2 separate regions of the Zea mays genome follow, and region 2 is linked to region 1. The links are chromatin contacts, called in public Hi-C maps. All regions are on one chromosome and are shown on one strand. The core of a region is the stretch at or near the end of the contact, and the rest is flanking DNA. Distances in the headings are between cores, read along the strand shown. Region 1 holds the start of LOC100501448. Region 2 holds the start of LOC100274332.

Region 1 (6,965 bases), core at 2,004-4,503:
TGACGATGTGTTATTGTTGCTAATTTTTTTGGGGTGTCCTTGAATCATGTTCTCAGAGATGTTATCAGAGAATCATGTTTGCCGGCTCTCTGTCTGGGACAGTGCAGAACACGCACTGGCAGTCTCTAGAGCAACCATGAATCTGTCCCATCTCCGGTCAGTTAGAATATGCAACATTGGAGACTGGCTCGTGCCTGCTCTTCTAGACTTACCTGTCCTTCGAGTGTTAGATCTAGAGGGATGCCGTGATCTGAGGATCGACGAACCTGACTGCATTCTAAGCTTGTTTCATCTGAGATACCTAGGTTTCCGCAGCGCAAGTGGTTATGGGCTGAACCAAACTCAAGCAACATCTTCACATAGCTTAAGTTCACAGAGCAACTTCAATCTCTCCAATGCATAACGGTCTGCAGCAGCTGGACCAAAGTATTTGCCACTGTATTTATTTCACGAAGGGAATGCTGGACCAAATGCATCATGATCCTGATCCACTCCTCGTGACCCTTCGGAACATATCTTTGATGTTCTTGGATCCTACCTCTGTCTTTGCTTTCTTCGCTGGCCTCCCTTTGCTTGACTTGGCACCACCATTCGCAGTCTTACTCTGTAGGGTCATCTTACAAGAGATTAGAGGTTATATATGGGCACTGAGAAGAGGTCAAGTGTTATCAAGGGGCTCACCTCAGAGGGGAGAGCAGGTGTCAGACAACTGTCCGCATAAACCGAAGCTTCAACAGTTTTGGTGGTCGCATCAACAGTGATCACATTGATATCCAGCCTGCAGCGAAATAGATTGTCTGGAGCTTGAGCAGACAACCAGAAACACATTTTGATGTAAAAATTAAAGGGTGAAGAAGGAAATCTTACTGCAACTTCTTGCATAGTAATCCTCATGTGGTCATGTATATATATTTATATTTATCCAGAAAATGTTTGGTTTTGGTAAACTGCCAAAGTACCATGAGGACCCTACAGCAGAAGAGTTAACAAAAACACTCGATTGTTGGCCATCAATGAACTATTATATTACGGCTTCATTTCAAATGTATTTATAAAGGTGTTGGGGGACTTCGGCTTCCGAAGGTCCTCAAAAACATGATTTAACAATGTTTCTGGAGTAAAATACATTAACAGGTATCTTCGGACTCGGATCAGAGCCACGGTACGAAGTAGCACAAAGAACACGAAGGTTGGCGCAGAGCCGAAGCTGTGTGTAGAAGAGCTTCGGAATAGCGGCGGAAAAGGAAACCGACTTAAAGATGAAAAGCCAGATTAGACCTCGAAGAATTATCATAGAGTTATTGATAAATGTAAAGGGCATTAATGTAATTTTGCGTGGGCTGCGACTCATGCCTATAAATAGGTGAACAGTATCCCCGTACTGTTCACGTTGATTTGGCATTGACTTTTGCGTCACACTTGTGCTTTTACCTTCTCACGAGCTGAAGGTACACTTATGATTTGATATCATTTTTATCTTTCCATCATAATAAAATGGAAATGAGTCGACAATAATACACAACTGTTTATGTTATCTTTATGTTTCATATGATTCCTTCTTCATTATTATATTTTATGCTGATGAAGGTATGTCCTTCATAACCTTCGTCCGAGAATCATTATATCCTTAGGGAAATAATGCTTTGAAGGACGAAGGATATTAACATTTATCATTTTGTGTTGCCTTGTTCTTGATTCAAAGCATTTGAGAACAAGTCCCCAACAAAAGGGCACTTCTTTGCAATCCTAATGACTGATATTTTATAGGTTCTTATGCCATAGAAATTCAACGGTTGCTACGCCCTTTTCGTAATAGATCATGGTAAAAAACACGTCACTTTTATTGTCTTTGCACCTATTCAAGATTGGTGTAAGCATATGTCATACAAGAGGTTCGCAGAAGCGATTATCATCGCCTCAAAGAAATATAATATTGCCTATAGCAAGAAACGTATTGGATGGACAGAGGATATTTTTAAGTGGCAACATACAATTCAACCTGGTGTTCCAATTGACTTAAAAGAGTATTTTCTCCGTACCATCTTCTTAGCAATTTCATTTTTTTCTATGATTTCTATTGTATATAACTTAGTTGGCAAAACATTATTCTATAGGCTTAACACCAGCTACCTTATCCTACAAGCTATGGCCATGTGGGGCAATGATAGTCGAATGAAATTTGTTAGGGTGAGTGGAGTACATTCCTTTCATATTCAAACATACATTCCAGTTACATAATAAAAAATTGATGTTTTGTTCTCTTATATGTCTTATGTGTAGGATGCAAAGATTCTTCGGAGGAACTTTATTATCGAACTGTTAAGTTACGAGAAAAATTCGTGCAAATATGTCTTCCCGGCAAATATACAACAGAGAGTTAACAATATTGTTAAAAAAGATTAGTTAGTGTACAAGGTGTCAACATATTTACTTATGATTAAACATTATATATTTACTCTTTAGAAATTATTTGTGTGATTCCATTTCAATCTATTTGGGTAGACATATTTATATCATTCTATATCTATGTTTAATAATCACATATTTTGCCGTCACTATTGTACTGACGCCGCCCGTCGCCACGGTCCTAAGTCCATTGGAGGGTCGCAATTTGTGTTCCGTGGCATCGCACGGACACGTAAAATGCAACGCAAATGGTAATGGTAATGGTTTCGGCTCGATTACTGGCGGTAACAAATTTGAATAGGCTGGTATCAAATTTTAGTGTGGTATCTGATTACGGTTGGACTAAAACAAACATGATTTAACGTTATCCGTTACCCATTACGTTACAAATATGTGAACCAAACGGCACCCTAGTGATTTCATATATATTCAAGCAATTCCGTAAAATGACAAAAAGTCATGGTTGTATCTTAGCTCAGTTCAAACCAAAAATGTATTAAACTGTTCCTAGTCCGTGTGAATATTGAAAACCGCACCAAACATCAATTAAAGCTAAAATGCAAACTGCACAAAATACTAAAACTAAATAAACTACGAATTTCGGTGTATGGTGTTTGGTTCGAGTGTTTGTTGTTTGGTAAATTTTTGCCCACTCCCCTAGTCGCACTACCCCCAATCGCACGTGAGACTTTTAGGTGCCGTTTACCAGGCGAGCAAATTCACCGACGCTCCGGCCCGTTGCCTCAATGCCAAGGAAGCCTCGAGTCGGGAGCCAGCAGCAAGCTGCAACTCGCTCGCCACCCACCCTGACCCAGAGTCCACACCGAAATATCCGCGTGGCGTGGACTCGGGCACCACTCTCCATTCCTGCATCCCATTCCCATCTCTTCTTCGCCTCCTCCGCCTCGCCGGCGTCACCGTCCGGCCCCGCCTCTTCCCCCCGCTCGAAGCTCGATCTCTCCTCCCGTTCTCCGCCCACGCAATCCCTGCCACCGCCGAATGCGGAACACTCGCCTTTGGTGACCGACTGACCTACCCTGCTTCTGCCGGGTTAGTTGAGTGTCCGCGCCTACCGGACCCCGCGCCGCGTCCGGATCTCGAATGCGCCGCCGCCGCCGTCGCGCGATCTAGCGGCTGCGCGCTGCCCCGCAGGAGGGTAGAGCTCCAGGGGCCCGGTGTGGTCAGGCGGCGGATATGGCAACGGAGGCGTCTACCTCTGCGGCGGGCGGGATCTGGGTGGAGGGGATGTCCGCGGACAACATCAAGGGGCTGGTGCTCGCGCTCTCCTCCAGCTTCTTCATCGGGGCCAGCTTCATCGTCAAGAAGAAGGGGCTTAAGAAGGCCGGTGCGTCCGGCGTCCGCGCAGGTGACTTGCTGCGTCTCGCCCCTTTCCATCCCCATCGATCATGTGTGTTGCTCCGTAGATCGTGGTGGCTTGGCTGTCTGCTGTTGCGTTTTCGCTTTGATCTTCGAGGCGCTACCTGAGCGCGCAGAGGGCTGGCCTCGAGGTTCGGTTTTTTATTCAGCGTGGAATCTCCTTTCTCGTTGAGCCTTGAATGCCGGATGCATGCCCCGGATCTGTTTTAGAGCGACAATTATACAGTGTATATCTGAAGTTAGTTCAAGTATTGTAATAAATTGTGTTGGCTAGGGAGTTGACCTGATTCGACGTAAGTAGCTGTGACTTGCGCGGCTGTTATATTCATGGTGTCACACTATGCATTGCATTTTGGTCATTTTTCTTATGCCATGCATTTGTTAGTTCAACAAAAGTTTGTTTAGTGACGGTTGCTTATCCACTGAGTACACAAATTCTCGATGAACTCCATTTCATGTCGGTTGGACTGTAGAAGGGTGTGTGGTACTGGATAAGGTGAAAAAATGGATTATTTGTTGGCTTGACTTTTATGAGGTTTCCGTTGATGGAAAATATGGCGGTGGATGTTCGACATGCAGTGCTTTTGAAGAGTTGGGGTTGAGTCACTCCATTTTAAGGCTGTAGCTCTGAGATTTATTTGCAGATGTTCTGTTCTCAGCCTTTGGCTTTGTTTACATTGCAGGTGTTGGTGGTTACTCTTACTTGTATGAACCATTATGGTGGGCAGGAATGATTACAAGTAGGTCACCTCTCATGTGAATAGGCCTGCTTTTGTTCTATTGCTGAATAATGTAATAGTATTGACGATTCTTGCTGCTATTTTCCAGTGATTGTTGGAGAAGTGGCTAACTTTGCAGCATATGCTTTTGCTCCTGCTATCTTGGTCACACCACTTGGTGCACTTAGCATCATAATTAGGTAAGAAATATAATTCATACTGTCTTGATGCTGCTTATATCAAAATGTCCTTTTGTTCCTTCTTTTTTCTAACATGCTTCTCTCACAGTGCTGCTCTTGCAGACATTATGTTGAAGGAAAAGCTGCATATATTTGGTATACTTGGGTGTGTTCTTTGTGTTGTGGGTTCAACAACTATTGTACTTCATGCCCCTCAGGAGCGCACAATTGAATCTGTAGCAGAAGTGTGGGATCTTGCTACTGAACCAGGTACCCTCCTTTTTTACCCTATCAGTTGTTATCAAATATCTCAGTAAGAGCTAATGTCATAAGTTTTGGTCTTGCAGCCTTTCTATCTTATGCTGCCATCGTTCTTGCTGCAACATTTGTCCTCATATACTACTTTATTCCACGATATGGTCAGACACACATCATGGTCTATATTGGTGTTTGTTCCCTTGTAGGATCTCTGTCGGTATGTGTTTTACACATTCACTTGGCACTAGTTCTCTCAATATGTATTTGTGTGAGTGATTATGCTCTAATTCTCTTTCCCTTCAAAATGTGCTGGTGTTGGCAGGTCATGAGTGTGAAAGCTCTTGGAATAGCCTTGAAACTGACCTTTTCTGGCATGAATCAGCTAATTTATCCACAAACATGGTTGTTCACCATTGTTGTTGTTGCATGTATAGTAACACAGATGAACTACCTGAACAAGGTAATACTGAATTACTGATTTTTCATTTTATTAATGGACAGTCCAATGGTGTGCATATATAGTGAGTATTGAGTACAGCAATTACTTTTGCGCCACATGTTTTTTCATGTTCTGCATGGAAGTAAGTGGCACTGTGCTGGCAGGAATGCAGGGTATACCCATGCTTATTGAACTTTTGCTTGTTACATGAGTCATAATGAACTGTCGATGTGAAACTACAATGCATATTGTGAATTTATCATACTTGGCCCGTTGAGTAGTTTGATACTTGGGTACCTTGATCATCTCCTGCTATTGTAATTGTTTTCTTTCTTGAGTTATCTTAAATGCAAAAGTTGTGGATGTACTACCAGATGTTTTCACATTGCATATTGTGGTTAGTTAGGTCTAATATACATCCATGCAATACCCATTGTTGTTACCTGCAGAGCATGCGCTATTACTACTTTCTATAATATGCCATAATAGACATTAACATGATGTTAGGATTAATATTTCTCAACACCTGATTCTACTTTTATAGAAATTTGGTGTGATACTTTTCAGTAAAGCAACTAAATTTAGTTTTTTTTTGGTAGGCTCTTGATACTTTCAACACAGCAGTTGTATCACCGATATACTATACAATGTTCACGTCACTAACCATTTTGGCTAGCGTGATAATGTTCAAGGTAACATTTGTTTTCTATTTTTGGTAACATTCAGTGCAATACATTATACATCTATTGCTTGCTTTTCTATGTGCAAGTTGTTTGAAATGGAATGGAATGTTCTTGTTTAGACTAAAAGTATAAATGGAAGCAGCTTCTAGTGGTTGTTACCTACAGCTTCTAGTGGCAAAATTAGATTATCCTATTCAAATTTTATCCTTATACTCAACATATCAAATTTTATGCTCAACATTTTTTCAAGTGTAATCTTCATGTACAGATAGAATAAAAGAAATATTACAAGGGATAAATGGGCCCTGTAAGGACAGGTAGAAGTTAGGAGTTGAATGGTTAAACACTTTGGTTGTTTCTCATTAATTTCTCAAGTCCTTCAATATTAACATCATATGCTGGGCCCTAGACCCCAGTGTCTTTCCACTTATCTGTAGTATGGCAGATCATGCTGAAACACTTCTGCTTGCTTCAATATGAACCTGCTACAGCTTTTTTTTAAGCTAGTGTGCACCTCATTTCCATTATCACAATGAAAATACAGAAGTCTGATACCCAGAAACAGATAAGAAAGAAACACAATGAAAGCTCTCCTAGAACTAATCTACCCGATTCAAGTGACCAGCTTAGGCCAGATGGTTGCTCGAACTTGTAACTGTGTTATTTTCTGGGAAGAGACTTGTGTGCACACCGAAAAGAAAAGGTGTTGGAATTCTGTTAATCTATATATGCTTGATTTCAGTTTGCCTTACTTTTTAAGAAGAGTACAGAAGATACTCTTCTTCAGGGTAGGACTTTTTTTTATATATTTGCTGCACGATGGCGGAAAGAAGGATGGTTGATGGAAATGTGATGTTAGTGGTAGTTGTTGATTGATGAAGAGGTCACAGCAGAGGATGACAGG
Region 2 (6,965 bases), core at 2,450-4,949, 270 kb before region 1:
AGCTAAAATAAAAAACAGAAAATTTGAAAAGTAGGTAAAATAAAAAAAAACAGTGAGGCCAACTCCAGCAAATGCATGCAGGCTGTTTTACACTATAAATAAACTGTAACACTGTTCGTTTCTAAAGCTGACTGTTTAGACTGCTTTTACAGACTGTTTGTTCTCGTTCGTTTGACTGTTTGTTCCTCTATAGTAGAAACCGATATGGATTAAACTAAACGAACAGGATAGAAATAAGAGTATGATAGGGTTTGGAGATAGTCTGAGAGCCCCCACCAAAGGAGTGGCTATCGCCGTCGCCGCGCTGCTCCAGAGTCCAGGCTAAAGATCTCAAAAGACATGACAACAGATAGTCAGATACAGTCCATGTTTTTACAGACGATGAACTCAACTCGGTTGCTTCTACACGGTTCCCTAGAGAGTAGAGACCCCAAGTACACGCCTTGACGCCTAAACACAAAACAAGCACCTCACATAAACAGCGGACACCGTCGCTCACGGTTGAACGGCCTATCCACACATCTGAGCATCGCCGCCTATTCACGCATTGCGTTCAGTAGGCGTGGTTGGAGAGGATGACTCGCCCGGCCCGGTGAGGGTGCAGCGCACAGGCGCAGTGCACGGAGGTTAGGCTGAGGCACCCGCTGATGTTGAGCGAGTGCCGCTCCGGGCACGTGTGCAGCGCCGGGAACGAGTCGCACACCGCCTGCACCGCGGGCGGGGTCAGCGCCGTGCACTGGCTGATGTTCAGGCTCGCCAGTCCGTCCCGCTCCCGGTCCTTGCCACCGCCGCCGCTCTTCGCTGTCGCGTCCCAGCCCCGGCCCCGACTCCTCACGCGGCTGTTGGCGGCCAGGGAGTACATGGCGCGGTCCGTGATGTTCTGGCAGTAGTAGAGACCCAGGGAGCGCAGGTGAAGGCAGCCGTTCGCCAGCGCAACCACGCTCTCATCTGCGGCAGGAAGATCGAACAGGCGTTGGGCCAGCCAAAATAGCGGTCAGGTCAGGTAAGTTCCAGCGTAGTTCTGTACTAGTAGAATTTGACCCCCAACACACGTGAAAGCAACTCACCTGTTATAAGAACACAGCCGCACAGGTCGACGGCCCTGAGTTCAGGGCATCCCGAAGCCAGGCTGGTCACCCCCTTGTCAGTGATGCCATCACACCAGCCCAGGTTCAACGACTGCAGCTGGCCACAGTAACAGGCGATGGCCTACACAGGACAGGACACACCACCAAAACAGCAGGGATCAACGCGAGCTCAAGCGACCAAGGCTGCAGCAAACGAAAGTACCTGTAGCGCTCTGTCAGAGGCCGCCCTCACACACCCGCACAGGTTCAGGCATCTCAGGTTCCCGCACTGGCTGGAGAGGAACACGAGCGCCACGTCGCTGAAACTGGAGCACCCGCTGATGTTGAGCCTGGTAAGCTGAGGGCACCCGTGCGCCAGGGCGTACAAGGACCGGTCGCTCAGCCTGAAGCTTCTGCTGAGATCCAGCTCGCGCAGGTCGTGGCAGTGGTTTGCCACGGCCTCCACGCCGCTGTCTTCTAGCTGAGGCCTGATCTGGCGTAGAGATAGAACTTGCAGCTTCGTGAATTTGTGAGCCAGTGATATCACCAAGTCATTCATGCGGTCCTGGCACCTGAATTTGACACTTTCTTGGTCAAAAAATACTTCCCTTTCCAAAAGGTCATTCAAAAAGACCATGTGGTCATCTAGTATAGGAACTGAAGTAAACAAAATATACTGTTTTATTTGCATAGCACAGCAAGGAACTATAGCAGAAACATGAAGCAAGCTGAGAATGTAATAACAAACTGGGAATGTTATAGGAAGACATATCACTCTGGGGCCGGATGACTTTGTTATATCAAAAAAATTCACACCAGTTCTTTCGGAAGATCAAGTGGATACACAACTACTGTGTATCAGAAGGTATGGAATAACATACTAAAGTTAGTGCTAGGAGTTTGCTATGTTAGTATGTATGATCCACACGTGTTATTGCACAGTATTTCGGTTGCCATACAGCCCAGGTACAATCATTTATGGCTTCCTTTTTTTTACTTAATCTAGTCAACTGCACAGCCGAGAAATCAGCACATGAAATTTCCATGTTTTCAGTTACATTTATAATTTATTAGCAAGAATATCGTATGGTTGACTGTCTACATCATATGATTGAACAGCAACAGAAACATTTGCCAAACAACAGCAGCAAAGAAAATGAGCTCTTGAAAAGAGATCCAACCAAACAGGTTATCATGATGGATACGGATTACAGAATTAGTGACTGAATAGCACTGCTGCAACCAGCATTATGAACACATCAGGTTAAACATCTAAGAAACCGAGGATAGCTGAATAACTAATGTACTATTGTATCCAAATCTAAAGCATGGAAACTAATCGGTTATAAAATCTTGATATTTGATAAACTCATCTTCTGAAGATAACATATGTTAAACTGGAATGGACATGCCTGAAAGACAATTCTTACCATGATAGTGAAAGATTTGCAACCCCCCACCCCAAGGTGTCACGCCATCCTGTGCATACACCGGAGGCCACAATGACTATCCTGTCATCTCCAACTAGTGAAATGATACGCAGGAGCAGCTCCATGGGGAGGTCTTTCCAATTCGTGAAGCTCGTTTCATTGCCAGCATCCTGAGGCTGTCGACTCTGGTCACCTCCAGAAACCATAAGAGTATCGAACGAATTGTTCAATTCCCCAGTGGGCTGCTGTGCACTATCCATTTTAAAATTATCCGAGTGCAGAGCCAGTCTTTTTCTGAGAATCGAAAAGGCAACTTAACCTGCAATCATTAGAATACGAATGAATAGACATACACTGACTTGTAAGTCTCATAGAATCATTTACAAATAATGTCTTTGTACAGCTGTAAAAGTCTGTCTAGTAATTAGAACTGAACTTGTCATAGAAACATTTATACAATCAGCAATACGCACAGGAGATCATAGTAAAATTCCCAACTCTGAAATCGAGGCAATGGGAACGTGAACATCAATACATCATTTCATTGTTAAGGTGGCAATTAACGCCTATCTACAACACAAACCAAAAAGGCACAGCGCAAACACGCAGATGCAAGTTAACAGCACTACAGGTTAAGGACAAGATCAAGAATATAAACAACTACTTCTTTAGATCATCAGGAGAGAAATACCAAAAGTACCCAAACGAAACGCACACAGAGTGTGTGTTTCGTCGCAGTCGGCAATCTTTTTCTTCTTTGGATGGATTTGTAACAGCCAAACTACTTCGAAGAAGTATGAAACGCATCTAGTAAAATGCGGAAGAAGCGGCAAGTATAAAAGCAGCACGACCTATACTAGGTGCCGAACATTTCTTTTTTGGTAAAGCATCGGAATTTCCGGCAAAAACATCGGAGGCGTGCTTTACAACGCAAAGCTTAACAAACCAGCACATAGCAAACTGCAAACCAACGTTCCGATGAATCGAGAGGCATGGTGAAGTAAATCCTCCATGGCATCGATAAATCCCAAATCTCTGGGGATGGGATGAATGGTGAAAAATCCGGCGCGGGTAGTATGCATCTACTCATTGAAGGGACCCACACCCACTGCAAGTATCGGGTTGGAAGGAATATCCGAGAAAATAACTCCAGATCACCCGGGAGCTGCAGTAGCTTTCGCGCACAGACAGCCACAGAAAAGACGACGATACTACGGGTGAAAAGGCCCCGAGATTCAACGGGGAAACCCTAAGAACCACAAAAAGAATCTATAGCCTCAGAAGGCGATGTCGGTACCAGGAGCAGGACAGCGCGCTCAGGAATCCCGAATCGAAACCAAGCGATCTGAACTTCCATTTATGCAGTACAGAAAAAAAAGACGCTAACTTTCGGCTTACCTAGTCCGAGAAGCGAAGCAAATCGCGGCGAAGGGCCCCAAAGATGGTTTTTAGTCGCAGTTGTGAACTGCGACTGCCTTGGGACGGAGGAGGACGGGGGTGATAAATAGCAAGCGCAACGCAGGACACGCGACGGGAGGCTCGAGGAGGGGGACGGGGGTTACGTGGCGTGCGGGTGGCGGGGCCGGGCTGCCCGGGCACGTGTGCGGTGGAGTCGGCTGGCGACCGGGACCGGGATTTTTATCCCGCTTGTTTGCGCTTCTTGGCTTCTCCGGAAGTCCGGATGCGGGGACGGGAAAACGGGAGGAGTGCGCCGTCCGGACCCGCAGCCGCGCGATTCGACCTGGTCTGGAGGAAAACGTCTGGAAGGCCTCGGTTCCTCCTCTGCTGGCTGCCACTCGATTTTGGCCCTTTGGGCCGAGCTCGGGCCCCGGCTCGGAATGGACACACGCACTACTGCTATTGTTTTTATTTCTGCTTTTAACCTACATTCATGTTCCGTGAAAACTTAAGCGTAGCATTTTATGTTATTATAGGGGTTATTTGGGATGACTCTAGGTTCCAGCTCTAATGTAGAGTATCAATTTAATTAGGTTTAAAAATATTTTTACTTTAAATAATAAATAAAATGGCTTATCTAAGGATGTGTTTGGTTGTGCGACTGCTAAGGACCGGCAAGACAGAGACGTTCCATGACGTCATCTTCTGTCTTTCCAATTTTGAGGGACAACTAGAGACAAAACTGGGATAGTTTTGTTCCAATCTCTCACCCTGAACCAAACAACATCATTTAAGAGATCATTTTATATTATCTCGTTCTGTCATTACAACCAAACGCATCCTAAATGTCTTCTAAAGGTTCACAACTCCATGATTTTCTAAAGCAACTAATGACCTGCTCTACCAATTCCATCAAATTTTCTAGAGCTGGAGTTGTCCCAAACACCCATAGTATACTCCCTCCGTTTCGGTTTCTATTTCAGTTGGTTTTTTTACTCTAAATTGGATTGGCTCGCCTTGTTAAAAAATTATAATTATTACTCTCTCCATTCCAAGATATAGTTATTTTTAGCCTTTTTTCCTCCAACATTCAAATACATGATAACGAATGTGGATATATTGTCGGGGATAAGATCTCGGTCCCTGAGACCCATCGGTCAGCGAGCGGGCTAGGGAAAACCTCTGGCGACTGGGGCCTGTTGGTCAGCAAGATGAGAAAGAAAATGCCTGCCCTAGAAGCATGCGCCCCCAGACAAAAACCGTGGCACTGAACCCGGGGTCGGCATGGAGGAGCTAACAGGGGGTCGGGCGAACCGAAGGAAAACCACTCAAGTGGATCCCTCGCTAGACCCGAGACCAACCCGCCATAAGTGACCCACCGCATTAACTACGCCTGGCGCTGAGTCACACCACAGGCGTCGGTCCGCCTCACACTCATGGCATACGAGTCCCTCGAGCTGCGGCGCACTCATAACCGACGAACCCCTTGGACTGCGACACATTTATGACACACGCGCCTCCTAGCCCGCATCACACTCATTACCTATCGGGACTAGGCCTGAGTGCGCAGATTGCCTATAGGGCACAACAAGACAAACACGCCGAGCCCCAGGCTATAGAGGCCAGGGGTCGCCGTAGCTCAAATGATAGCACTCAGGCCCCACGCTACCCGTGTCGTCCGCTATAAAGAATATCAGACAACTAGGCTTGAATGGAGGTGGTTAGGGGTATTTATAGCCCCAACCACTATTCTAGCTGTTGTTGTCGATGGCACAACAGACATGAAACTGTTCACTGTTCGGTGTGTGCCACGTCAGCAGACCATTGGAGTTTGGAGCGGTTGACCGTTGAAGTCCTTTGTCCTCTTGCGGCACCGAACAGTCTGGTGGCACACCAGACAGTCCGGTGCATTCTGACTTCGCAGCTCTGACTTCTGACTTCTGACTTCTGCACTGTGCACTTTCACTGTTCACCGCAGTCGACCGTTGGGCGCAGTTGACCGTTGCTCCGTTGGCTCGCCGAACATGTCCGGTGCACGCCGGACATGTCCGGTGCACACCGGACAGTCCAGTGAATTATAGAGGAGTGACTCTGGAAAACCCCAAGAGCGACCAGTTCGTGGGTGCCTTGGCCTGGGCACCAGACATTGTCCGGTGCGCCACTGGCAGCACCAATGCTTGTCTTTGCTCGAAACTTTGTAGAGTTCCCCAACTTATTTTCTTTGTTGGTTTATGTTGAACTTTATGCACTTGAGATAAATGACAACTAGGCAAACTAGTTAGTCCACGTGGTTTGTGATAGAAGTCAAACACCAAAATCGATTATAGGAAATGTTTAAGTCCATTTCCCTTTCAGAAAGGACAAACGTCACCCGACCCTTCATCGGCCCTCGAGGGGGGATACTCCCCCATTGGGGCTCAGGGGCTACTGTCGAGGATAAGATCCCTGGTCTTTGAGGGCCATCGGTTAGCGAGCGCACTAAGGAAAAGCCTCTAGCGACTGGGACCCATCGGCCAGCAGGAGGAGAAAGAAAATGTCTGCCCTGAAAGCACCCACCCCCGGACGAACCCTGTGGCACTGAGCTTGGGGGCGGGCATGGCAGAGCTAGATAGCGGGGTTTGTCGAACCGAAGGGAAACCACTCGAGTGGATCCCTCGCCCGACCCGGGATTGACCCGCCATAAGTGACTGACCGCATTAACATCGTCTGGCGCCGAGCCACGATAGAGGCGCCGGTCTGCCTCCCACTCATGGCCTATGAGATCCTCGGCTGCAACACCCTCATAACCTATGAACCCTTTGTACTACGACACATTTATGACATGCGTGCCACCCAGCCTACGACACACTCATGACCTATCGAGACTAGGCATGAGTGCGTAGACCGCCTATAGGACACAACAAGGCAAGACGCGCCGAGCCCTAGGCTACAGAGGCTAGGGGTCGGCGTAGCTCAATTGTTGGCGCTTAGGCCCCACGCTGCCCACGTCGTCCGCTATAAAGAATATGAGACAACTAAGTGATCCTGAGGCTCACGACGAACGTGGCTTCACCAGGGTAGAACACTCGAT

Evidence for each region. Hi-C and Micro-C count contacts between places; a contact is called where the count stands out from the background.
Region 2: a Hi-C map of ear shows a contact between it and region 1, with 4 times the contacts expected there. The contact joins the promoter of LOC100274332 here to the promoter of LOC100501448 in region 1. A contact is called at or near these places in 13 of 25 Hi-C or Micro-C datasets (bundle sheath, ear, endosperm and 4 more) and 2 of 3 datasets of contacts at active chromatin or transcription factors (leaf and seedling).

Annotation. Positions count from the first base shown.
Region 1 is chr3:176,091,915-176,098,879 of Zm-B73-REFERENCE-NAM-5.0, reverse strand. LOC100501448 reads left to right here and starts at 3,253. Exons shown (of 9, transcript NM_001362580.1): 1 at 3,253-3,772; 2 at 4,467-4,523; 3 at 4,612-4,702; 4 at 4,791-4,951; 5 at 5,029-5,156; 6 at 5,262-5,399; 7 at 5,978-6,070. The coding sequence starts at 3,601.
Region 2 is chr3:176,358,160-176,365,124 of Zm-B73-REFERENCE-NAM-5.0, reverse strand. LOC100274332 reads right to left here and starts at 3,699. Exons shown (of 4, transcript NM_001148693.1): 1 at 2,498-3,699; 2 at 1,291-1,639; 3 at 1,068-1,209; 4 at 337-948. The coding sequence starts at 2,757. The coding sequence ends at 554.